2 separate regions of the Gossypium arboreum genome follow, and region 1 is linked to region 2. A link is a contact called in public Hi-C data. All regions are on one chromosome and are shown on one strand. Each heading gives the region's core, a stretch centred on a gene start, on an enhancer-like site or on the middle of the called end of the contact. The rest is flanking DNA. Distances are from core to core; before and after follow the strand shown.

Region 1 (6,082 bases), core at 2,139-4,638, 57 kb before region 2:
CTAAATTGAAAGGGATGATGAGAAGATACTAAATGTGCTGGACATTCCTTGCAGGTCGAAGATCTTACATGCAAATCCCAACATCTTGAAGCTGAGCTTGAAAATACGTCAAGGAGATTAAAGGAGGTCACTGCAATAGCAGAAAATGAAGCTGAAAAATACAAAGCAGCGGAAGAAGCTATTAGGTCTCTTACTGCTCAGGTTTGGAGGAAGATTGCTATTTCTTGTTCTGCAACTGCAAGCCCCTAACTTTATTAGTTTCTGATATTGTTTATGCCCAACTGATCTTGCAGTTGGAGGAGGTGGCTAACAGACTTCCAACATGCCATAATGCCGGCAATACCAGTCCTACGGCCAAACACAGTTCAGATATTGAACATGTGTTCTCCAGTTGCAGCCATGCAAGCAGCATGATGTCGTCTGCACCAAGTAACAATAAGTGCAATGCAAACAACCTATCCACATCTCACGGAACCAAAGTACAAACTAAAAAGTCAGAGACGGTAATACACAATGAGCCAGGAGTGTACATAACTTTATCACCCTTGCCCAGTGGAAGTAATGCACTCAAGCGTGTCCGCTTTAGGTATGTATTCATGATCCTCTATTTGAAGTCAACACAATTGAACCATTACTAAACCTTCTAGTACAACCACACTTAAATATGCATTTTGCTTCAGTAATCTCACACCCATTCATTGTGCTGACAATTGTGGTATTTCATTTTTCTTTTGGGTAATGATCAAGTTATGGCTGTTGCCTTATTAATATCATCGACAAACAAGCTTAAATTGAAGTAAAAAGTTGTCATTAAGTTCCAAAAGCATTTATATATACAAGGTTGTCATGCAGTATTCAAGGTATAAATTTGAAACTTTGGTCTAATTACTGAACGATTTTATGCTCTTTTCTGCAGTCGGAAGCATTTCACAGAAGAACAAGCAGAAAAATGGTGGGCTGAAAATGGGGCTAAAGTATGTGAACGGCATAATATCATTCGTGCATATTAGTTTTGGAGCTTGAATGCTGTCGGTTTCTCTTGAAGAAGACTGGCTTGTGTATAAGAAATTTGCAGGTAGAGTGAGAAATATATATTAAGAATGTAGGCAAGAAAGTGAAAGGATTTAAGAATTGCATTGTGAGGATTGAGGAATCCCTAGTAACTTTTGCTGCTTTTTTTTTCTTTGTTTTTCTTGGATTCTAAGGTTTCTAATAGATATTTTCTTTGGAGCGTTTTGTTACCTTTTTTTGTACACAAAGTGAAAAAAAAAAAAATCAGAGAAGCTCTACATTTCTTTCAATTATGAACTCCATCTTATAAGCCCTTCAATTGATTATATCTCTAATCTCTAAACAAGTGGAATTCATATGGGAATAAACATAGGATAAAGAACCTTTCAAGCATCTAAAAGAAGCTGCATTTTCCTGCAATGCACTTGATCCTATATCTATTTGAAAATAAATAAATAAATGGAGGGAAAAAGAAAAAACTGATCTTGTTAGACATACCGAGTAATCTGCAGGTTGATTGTGTGAAGTTTGTTAGGAATTATGATCAAACCCTTCATTTTCCATCTCAATTATGCTATATCCAGCTTCCTTAAGCATCTTATCTTCCTTTCCAACTGACCTAATCCCAGCCCTTTTGAGCATTTCTTTTTCCATTGCCTGCATCCTGGTTTGATCCTGCAACCTTCCAGCAATAGCATATGTACTAGAAAGAAGGATTGAATCTGTTGGAAGTTGATTATAAGATCCCACCAATATGCCCTTCACACATTCCCCCAACTCAACGTTCCCGTATACTCGGCAAGCTGAAAGCAGTGCACGCCATGCAGTAGCATCGCCTTTAATGGGCAAGCTTTTGATTAAATCATGTGCTTCTTCTAGCAATCCAGCACGGCCAAAAAGATCAATGATACATCCATAGTGTTCGACTTTCGGCAAGATACCATATTGAATCATCTTCTCAAAGCAACTTGTCCCCTCTGTGATTAGCCCTCCATGACTGCAGGCACTCAAAACTGTTAAGAAAGTGACTTCATTAGGTCTAAAGCCTTCTTCCTCCATTTGATAAAATAACCTAATGGCATCTTGGGTAAAACCATGCACTCCGTAACCTGAAATCATCGCAGTCCAACATTTTACATCTTTGCTCTCCATCCTATGAAACACATCAACGGCCTTGTTTAAAACACCACACTTTGCATACATATTGACGAGAGCCGTCCCGATAACCGCATCCAGTGGTATTCCTTCCTCTTCCACATAATCACCTATGCAAAGTCCTATATTTATAGCTCCGGAGGCAGCACAAGCTGAAAGCAAAGATACCAATGTAGTCGAATTAGGCTTTACTTGCATAACTTTCATGAGACGTAGTAAAGCTAAAGACTCTTCAAGCAGGCCATTTTCAGCATACTTGCTGATCATACAATTCCAGAGTACAACATCCTTTGCTACAACCTCATCGAAAGCCCTACGCCCTAAATAAACATTCCCAGTTTTCGCATACATATCGATTAAAGCAGATACCAGATTTGAATCAAAACAAAACCCAAGTTTCAAACAATGCCCGTGAATTGACTCTCCCCCAAGTGAATCCCGTACTTCACCCATAGCCAATAGAACAGTCAAAAACGTAGTGACACTCATTGTCAAACAATTCCAACGCATTTGTCTGAACAAACCTATGACAGTATCAGGTTTAGAAACATCAAGATACCCACCCATCAGAGTGTTCCACGAAACGACATCGTTCCTTTCAGGACTTTCATCGAACAAGTTATGAGCATCAAACATTCTTCCACAAACACTGTAAACACGCAAAAGGGTATTCTTAACATTGATGAAAAACAAATGCCCAGATCTCAAAGCCAACCCGTGAATCATTTGACCGTTAAAAATTGCCAATTCACGGCCACATGCTTTAAGCGTAGTAATGAAAGAGAACTGATCGAGAAAAATCCCATCTTTAGCCCTCAAGTTATTGAAAACACTAAAAGCTTGTTTTGGGTTATTGCTAATGGAAAAGCCTCTAAGGATGCAATTGTACATGAAGAGATTTGGGTTGTCAATTTGCTTGAAGACGGAGGCTGCATATTTTATATCTTGCAGTGAAGAAGAAAGAAGAAGCTTGCTTATAATGAAAGGGTCATTATCAAGTCCAGTTTTAATGATACAGCCATGAATTTGAGAGATTTCAGTAATTTGCTTGCATGATTTTAATATGGAAACGATGGTTGAAGGATGTGGGCCAAAGTTTGAAGGTTTGAATAGCATCGGCTAAGTTCGTTAGACAGTTTTTTTTTTTTTTTTTTCGCACGACAGGTTCACTGCTTCAGGGTTCTTTGGCAGACAACTTTTCCACAGTTACCATGTTACGGTGTTGTTGACTTGCATTCATGAGCTGGGCTTAGGCCCAAGCCCAAGTCCAAGCTTGGCCATCTTAGCTGACAATCGATTGGTTTATCAGTGCAAACGAGAGATTGGTTTGTCGGCATAAACAACTAATCTCTGGTAACAAAGTGGCAACTCATTTGAAATTACTTCCTTAACTAATAAACAACTTTATAACTGAATGTCCAATCTTTAACTTACCGATAACATTAAAAACTAGAAAGACCTAATTCTAACTAATAAACTTATCTCGACGTGATTCATTAAGCTATATCACACGTCCGCACCACATAATCATAAACTATACAATTTATGTCGTTTGTCACTAGTATTAGAATGAAAAAAATAATTATAGATTTATTTAGTCTAATTGATAAAAAAATCATTCTAAGTATCAAATACTAGCCAATATTTAATAAATTCAAACACTTGTAATTAGAACTAAATATATGTGAATATTAAAGAACAATAAAGGATTAAAGCCCAAATTAATTCTCATGAATTTATTGAATCAAACTTTTAATTAACCTTCAACTAGAAAAGGGAGTTTAGGAAGTCATATAGTTGGGAAAATGCAATAAACAAGAAGATACTACAAAGTAAGAAAAACTAGCAAAAACCCTAACTCCCTCTAAAAATATAATATTTATATTGTCTAATTAACCTAAGCTAAGTTATAGAAGCTTGCTTGGGATCATAAAACTCTTAAAAGACCAAAATACCCTCTAAACTTGATTAAAATGTGGAGGATTTCATTAAGACAGTAGAGCCTATGTTGGGGAGCCAAGGGTATGATGCAGGGGCGCATGGGATACAAAGAGGGGGGCTCGACTGGTCGCACGCTGGGGCGTCGATGTGTGGTGTTGGAGTGTCGATTCTTGCGTGATGGGGTGCCATGCTCGGTCAGGGGCATTAGGCTCACTCGAGTCACTTGGTTTCAGCTACGCCTCATCCCATTTGACTCGTATCCTCATTTTAGCTTCCAATAAACTTCAAATCTAAGCCTCAAGTTTTTATAAACCTGGTTGAAGGCTATAATTAAATATCAACTATTGAAATCTTATAAAAATAAAAGCATAATTAACTAGAAAGACAATTAAACATAAAAAAGACACGAAACATGTACAATGATAAGTGATATTTCATTTAAAAATCGAACAAAATGTTAAACATAAGAGTGTTAAATATATGAAATATGAACATTCGTTGTTACCAATTTGAAAGATTGAGTCTTTGGAATGCGAATACTTTTTGGAAGCAGTTTGCAATGGAACAAAACAACAAGATTGATATTTTTGAAATTTTGCATACTAAGTTTACACACATTCATTAAACACAATAAAGAATTTTAAGTTAGTCCCAGCATATATGGAACAAAAAATGAAGTTTCTTTATTTTATGTACTAATATAATCTTTCCTAATTTTCATTTATTTCCAATAACATCTTTATTTGAAAATTTTTGGTAGTTTCAAAAATAAAACAATTAAGTCCCTTCATCATAAACGCATTCAAAATTGAAATTTGCATTAATAAAGGACTTACTTTTAGAAAAAGTGTGATAAAAATGTTGTAGAAAAATGTAGTTTGTTAATGTTTAGTATTCTTTAGAAAGTAAAAAATTATTAAGTTATGTAATTTTAAATAATTTAATATAATGATAAATGAAATATAAACTTTACATACTTGTTAAGTAATTAATATAAATCATTTGTAAAATTAATGATATATAAAATATAATAATAAATAAAGTTTAAATAATTTAATATAATGATACATAAAATATAAATTAATCTATTTTTAAAATAATTAATATAAATAAAGATATTTTAAATAATTTCACTTTCATACGCAAAAGCCAAAAGCATGTAAATCTTAGCTTTTATGTTTGGATGGAAAACATTTTTTGACCACTCTTTTGACTCCAAAAGCCAATGCTCTCATTACTTTTGCGGTGAGAAAACACTTTTGACTTAAAAGTAATTTTCCACCGTAATGGAGAACACATCCTAAGCCTTTTGATTGATGAAATTTCTCATTGACCATTAGTTCTCTTAAATGTTACTGATGTGACAGTTGACAATTGCTAAATAATTTATTTTTTCCAAGTAGCGATTCAAAGTGGCAAATAATATATAAACCATGGTAGTCAATATCGATATGGTACCAATTGTACCAACCGGTACGTACCGTTTTAGACTTAAATCGGTACCAAGTAGTCTATCTTCTGTTTCAGTCCAAAATTTGATGCGTTTCAGCCCATTTTGATCAATATCGTATTGTATTTGCAAGGTACAAACAAATTGTATTGATTGGTGCAAATTGTTGATATTTTAAATTAATTTTTAAGTTTTTTTGTCTTAAGCACTTTAATTGTTCTATAATTATATTTAAAATTAAATTCTATTAAATTAAATTATTGAACCTAATTAATAATTTTAAATTTTTATTTACATATAAATATGTTTATATGAATGTAGTTGAGATATATTTATGTAGTATATATAATATATGATTTTTTTATCAAACTAATATAACTTATTAAGAAACTAAAAAATCAATCTGAAATATATGTGAAAAATATTTAAATATGTACATAATTTATCAAGAAACTAAAAATAAGACAATAAATATATACATCTGAAAAATATTTAAAAATATCGATAAACTCGAAATGATACATC
Region 2 (6,128 bases), core at 3,232-5,731:
TTGAAATATTTTGAAATTTAAGAACCCATGACTTGTAATTAACTCTGACATGAAAGGAAAATTTAAGCTTAGTTTTCTTGAGATCTAGCCTGCCAAAAAGATTGAGTATTAAAAGATACGGGTGTCTATTAAACTACAGTTTAAAATTAGTTAACATGGTATTTTAAAAAGTCTAGTGAAAGAGTGTTTTTAGGGCTTTTTTTTTTAAAGTTAACTAATATTTTATTTATAATTTAAATATGGTAATCCATAATTTTAATCTTATTTTATGTAATTGTAATAGCAAAATCCTTTAAAAACAAGTATACTTTATGCATCCATACTTTAGGAAATTAATGGGCTAACATTTTTTCTTTATTAAGTCCTGCTTAGTTATGAATAATAATAAAAAAAGAATTTTACATCTTTCAAAACAAAAAAAAAAAAAAAAAAGCTTTGAACAAAGTGCTTATTTTAAATTATTTTAATAGTGTAATTAAAGGTATCATTTGACCGTACTGGGGAGGTGTTCATGTTCCCCGTCCCATCGAATTAATTTAATTTTAGTGATAATTGAGAAACACAAAAGTGTGTTACTGTTACTTTATTAGTTGCGTGTCTTCACCAATTTTTAATATAATTTCGTTATTCTTCATCTACTACTTTTTCTTCTTATATATATATATATAATTCTGACTGAAAATTTTAATAAAATTTAAAATTCAATTGAAATTTTAAAAAAATTAATCAATTAAAATTTAATTGGATCAATTAAACAGTGATATATATATATATATATGTGATCGATTTAACATCTAATTATTTAAAAATAGTAAAAAAATGGCATTAAGGTAAATAAGAGAAAAGATAATGGCCATCGCTTCTTCTAATTTCTTCTTTCTTCCTCATCCTACGTCGGGAAATCACCGCAAAAAAAAACCATATATTGTCCAAATGAAGCATCAAGAGAAGCCACTTTCTTTCGGAACGCACCATAAATGGCACAGTCCAAGCTTACAGTTGCTCACTGATTCCCCACCCGAGTCCCTTCTTTATTCATATACTGAAGCTTTCAACCCGAGTCTCTTAGCAAATCGGAATCGATTCTGGGTGTATGAATATACTATTTGCACTCTCCACCCTACGCGTTCCCCTCAATTCCTTGGCCTTGAATATAAGAGCTTCGACGATGCAGGCATGCCAGAAATTCCTTCCTAGTGGCAGGGCGAGTGTGACTCGGGTCCTGATTTTGGTCCAAAGTTTTGCAACAAGAAACTCATCGGCGTTTGGAGATTTTTGAAAGGTGTGGCCACCGATGGTGGGATTAGCAGAAAAAAAAAAAAAAAACACAGAGATCGCTGGTGGTGGGATTGGGCCGACGTAAATGTGACTATTGGTAAAACAATCACTTAAACAAAATTTAACTATTTCATTTTAAAAAAACTAAATACTAAATTTTAAATTTTAGGGATATTTTTTTCCTTTAAAAATTTAATATTTAATATTTTAATCTATCCGATTTAAATATAAGTTAATAGTATTTGTAAATAAATCTTGTCAAATTTGATATTTAAAAATTGATTTAAAAATTAATCAATGAAATAACTTTAAAATTAAATAAAAAATAAAAAGTTAAAAGTAAAAGTAAAAGAATAAAAAATTAAAAGAAAATATTGTTTTCTAAAGTAAAATGAAAAGAAAGTTGGATGATTGAGTGGTTAATGGTTAACACAAGAAATGAAAATGCAAAAAAACCCAAATTTCATAATTGAGTTTTGGATCTAAATCAGGTGTTGCGTTCATTTTTAACAATCACCTCTTAAAGAAATTGCTTTAAAGAATATTCTTTTAAAATATTAAATAGATAGTTGATTATTAAAATCCTAAATTTATTTAATATAATAACTTAAAATAGTGTGCTAATATTTTCATGTTAGTGGTGGGATTCGTGTACTAGCTCAATTAAAAAACTCTTCCCGTCTAATGTCTTATTTTAGATCCCTGTTACCTTCTAATTTAATATTTAATTTATAAGTTTGTTGTTCTTTTAAAATAAACTTTTACAACATAATTGATTTATCTTTTATGTAATATTAACGAATAATATTTTTTTTTTAAAAAAAAAAATAATCACGTCATACCACTAAAGGTGCTAGCAATATTATAAAAATAGAAAAAAGTACATTAAATAAAGGGATTAAGATCAGCCTTAGGCTAACTCTTTTCTATTTACGTCTCACCAGTATTATCTCCAAAACTTAAACTTTGAATTGTTTATTTATAAACAAATTTATAGGAAACCCTAATTTGTTGGCAGCGTTTTATGGAATAAAGAGTTAGGGTGGAAGTGATATTAAGAGGGATGTTGCCAAATCTCGGTGTTGTTATTTATTAAATTTTTAAACATGTATGGGTTTTACTGAAAAAGAAAACTTGTGATGATGATCATCAATTTCCATAAAATCGAAAACCTTGATTTACTTCACAACTTGCTTAATGAGAGAGACATCTATTGTAACTTTGGGTTGGTTAGTATTATTAAATTTAAGAAGCCCTACTTGGTCTTGCTATAATTTCAAGTTATAACTTGGACTGTATCTAAACATATAATATCTTTAAGGGATTATTAATAATTTAACAAGGTTTTTGTTTGATAAAATAAAGTAATTTTTTACACAATATTAATTATTATAAAAATAAAAACTCTAAATAATTAACAAAATTAAAATCTAATCCTTATACGTCATATTAGTCACAATATGATTACAAATAAAAATAACAAAGAAAAAAAAACATCATACACAATTTTATTTAACTCTAGCATTTAACATATACTCATTAATTTGTTTATCCATGACTAACCTTTTCATTATCTGAATCGAAATTTGAATCTGTATCATTAAAATTATTAAGATCTTCTTCTTCTTCTTCTTCTTCTTCTTCTTCTTCTTCTTTGTACTCTTCAAAGTATAGGTCATTCCAATTCTACTAACAAGTGACGCTATAAAGTATACAACATGTTACCAAAGTATGGGTCATCCCAATTCTACTAACAAGTGAAGCTATGAAGTACACAACATGTTACCACAATCTGACCTTTTTTTTTAGACTACATTGAAGTGGTGTTATTAATATTGGGAAATTTTTTTTATAGTAGTAAATATCCTATCAACCATATATTAAAGCTTTAAATGTCTTAAATTAAAGAGTTCACAATTCATCTCTAGGGCTTGTGTTTAGCTTCATTCTTTCAAATGATATTATACCCCACGACATGATGTAAGAGAACATTTTATATTTGCTTAACCAACTTTGTGGATTTCCAGATGCAATTTTTATAATTACATAATAAATATAAAATTATATTTAAAATATATATTTCATAAAATTAAAATATTTTATTATATTATTGTATTAAAATATTTTTATAAAGTTGTATGAAAATAATTGGTAATTACTTGTAATTATCCACGTAGTTATCTCAATTCTCTGTCTCCCCCCTAAGAATTGTAGAGTGTAAATAGAATGCTCCAATTACACTTAATTCTAAAGGACCCACCAATTGAATGATTATATAAATATATCACTCTTGTGTAATCACAAATAATTACACCCAAATCTAATAATTAAGTGGCTTTTCAAACATTATCAAAATGTATAATATATATATATATATATATATATATATATATATATATAAAAGTTCTGTTTTTCGCATTTGAGATGGGTCAAAAATAGAAATATATTTAGTAAAATAATTTAATTCTTTAAAGAGAATACAAGTACAAATACAAATTGTAATCAATACAACCAAATAACTACAACCACAATCAACATTATAAAATAGGATAGGATCTATATCATGGAACTTATATCAAAATAAATTTATATAAAAAACTACATATAAAAAAGTTTTGAATAACGTTTCTATAAATCAAGAAAATATGAGCTATTTAAATCCAAAGGAATAATGAAAATTCAAATATAAGCCATTTTTATATATATATATAAAAAGTTAGCATGAATTTTACATATCTATATGAGATAAATCTTCAAAAAGTCGGGGCACCCAAAATTTACATGGCCATGTTGGAGCTAATCAAATTTTTTTTTTTGAAGAACAAGGTTTGCCAAATATCAAGTTTCTTTTCAAAATTTTAATATATATTTTAATCTCTAAATTCCTATTTAATTATGCTCATCTAAAAAAATACAATACATATCTTAACTATTTAAACTCAACTTTCAAAAATTTTTAACAATAATAATATTCATTAACTAAATCAATACATAATCGTCTCTCAAATATCAATTATTATTATTTTTAAATAAGAGCTTATTTAAAAAACAAATTGCATTATAAAATAAAGAAACATATATACTCAACGCCCATGTGCTACTTCACCTACCAATGATGAAAAGAAAAGAGCATGTGGGTTAGGGTGAAGGGGTTAGTTCGTTGGTGCCTTGAAAGTGTCATTCACGTGGTTCCTCGACCTAATTTTAAGTGCTTCTTCCATCTCCATGCAACATATGGATCCATCTTTGCCCTTTTCGTTATACCTTCTGCCTCAAATGTTTGCGCTGGCGCCAACACCATGATTAGGTTTTACTATAACACCCTATCTTCTTTTCATATCTTCCCAAAGGCAATCAAAGTAAAATCCTTTTCGCGGTAAAAGTTTTCGCCTCAACTACTCAATATTTTATTAAGGGTTAAAGATAAAATTATAAATCTTTAGAGGAGAAGTTGACAATTTTATGTTAAGAGAACCTATTTTGAATTATAAATGATTATGGGTAAATTGAGATTTCAATCATATGAACTTAGAGAGCCAATACTCTACCTGCCCCTTGAGGCCACTTTGTATATTTTTGTTAACTTGTATAGTATAACTAAAATTAAATATATGTATTATATAAATTTTGGTAGGTTAATAATATATAGGACTCCATTCAAATTATAGTATGTTATTTCTTTTTGGAATTACAAATATAATCCTTGTTAGCATCTCCTTAGGAAGAAAACAAGCTGGATATTATCTTTGGACTGATGAAGTCTTTAGGCATACAAGTTCAAGGAAAGACTATGGGACTGTCAAACTATATGCTCTGAGACACTCTCTGATGCTTAAGTGAATAGGGGGAAGGTGATGAGAACTTGTGGGAATGCTTTAGTAGAGTAATCGTAATAGTGAGGGTACCTGTGAAGAAGAATATATCTTGGTATTTATATCGATGGTCCATTGGTGCCCAGAAGTTGCTAATTGCATGAGAGCGTATAAAAGATAAATCGTTCCTTGCACGTTATTAGTTGGGGATAGTGTCCTTAATTCGACAAGATTGTGTCACTAAGCCTTTTATTGATATTACACTGTAACCTACAACATGCACTATTATTAAATTGATAGTTAGTTATTACATGCGTGTTGTGTTCGCTAGCTATTTTTCAAGGTTTGATCTGTATAGCTTTACTAATTTCTTACGGTTTTGGGTATATTCTCTTAGGTCTAAATTTGATTTCCTTATGTTGGTATTGATGGAAAAATAGGTTATGAAAACCGATTTGTTGCATAACGAAAATTTAATTTTTTTCATAATATTGGACCTTTGGTTGTGATATATATAGTAATAAGTTTTATCTAATTTAGTACTTGTGTTTCTGAGCTAGGATGATTCAATGAATCCTAAATCTAGCTTTTAAATCCTTCTGGCTTATAATAGAATGATTTTCTTCATTATTCATGAACCCTCAGATGCTAAGAGAATAAGATCTTTTCAAGAACTAGACATGGGATAAAATTGAGATTTTCTAGTGAGAAAAACTTAAATTCTCTAGGCAAAATCCAAAACAAAAACTTTAATCTCACATATTTGAATTATAATTGTTAAGGAGTTTGCAATTATAATCTCACAAATTCATACACTAAGTACTCATGAAAAATAGAATTTATTCAATTTTAAGGAAAATAACCTAAATAAATTGTAACACCTTTTACCCGATCTGAATCACCGAGTCCGAATATAGAATGTTACGATACACAAACATTTAGCACAAATTTTTAAACCATCTACATATGATCCTTTTTCAACATTCTTTATATTATTTTAATAAAGGCTTTTTGAAAAAAAGAGGTAAAAATAACATT

The links. Hi-C and Micro-C count contacts between places; a contact is called where the count stands out from the background.
Region 1: a Hi-C map of leaf shows a contact between it and region 2, with 2.3 times the contacts expected there. The contact joins the promoter of LOC108467116 here to the enhancer-like site in region 2. A contact is called at or near these places in 2 of 5 Hi-C or Micro-C datasets (both in leaf).

Annotation. Positions count from the first base shown.
Region 1 is chr13:21,423,341-21,429,422 of ASM2569848v2, reverse strand. LOC108467116 (pentatricopeptide repeat-containing protein At1g26900, mitochondrial) reads right to left here and starts at 3,388. Exons shown (of 1, transcript XM_017767635.2): 1 at 1,292-3,388. The coding sequence starts at 3,282. The coding sequence ends at 1,543. LOC108467115 (PH, RCC1 and FYVE domains-containing protein 1) reads left to right here. Exons shown (of 9, transcript XM_017767634.2): 7 at 55-201; 8 at 294-586; 9 at 917-1,301. The coding sequence ends at 1,010.
Region 2 is chr13:21,367,329-21,373,456 of ASM2569848v2, reverse strand. No RefSeq gene overlaps it. Among protein-coding and RNA genes, the nearest start is that of LOC108461644, 6.1 kb to the left of the region's middle. Within about 2 kb of position 4,481, at least 1 of the 2 cell types and tissues checked has an H3K27ac peak or open chromatin away from gene starts, as enhancers often do. A contact at or near this core is called in leaf, where this site is marked.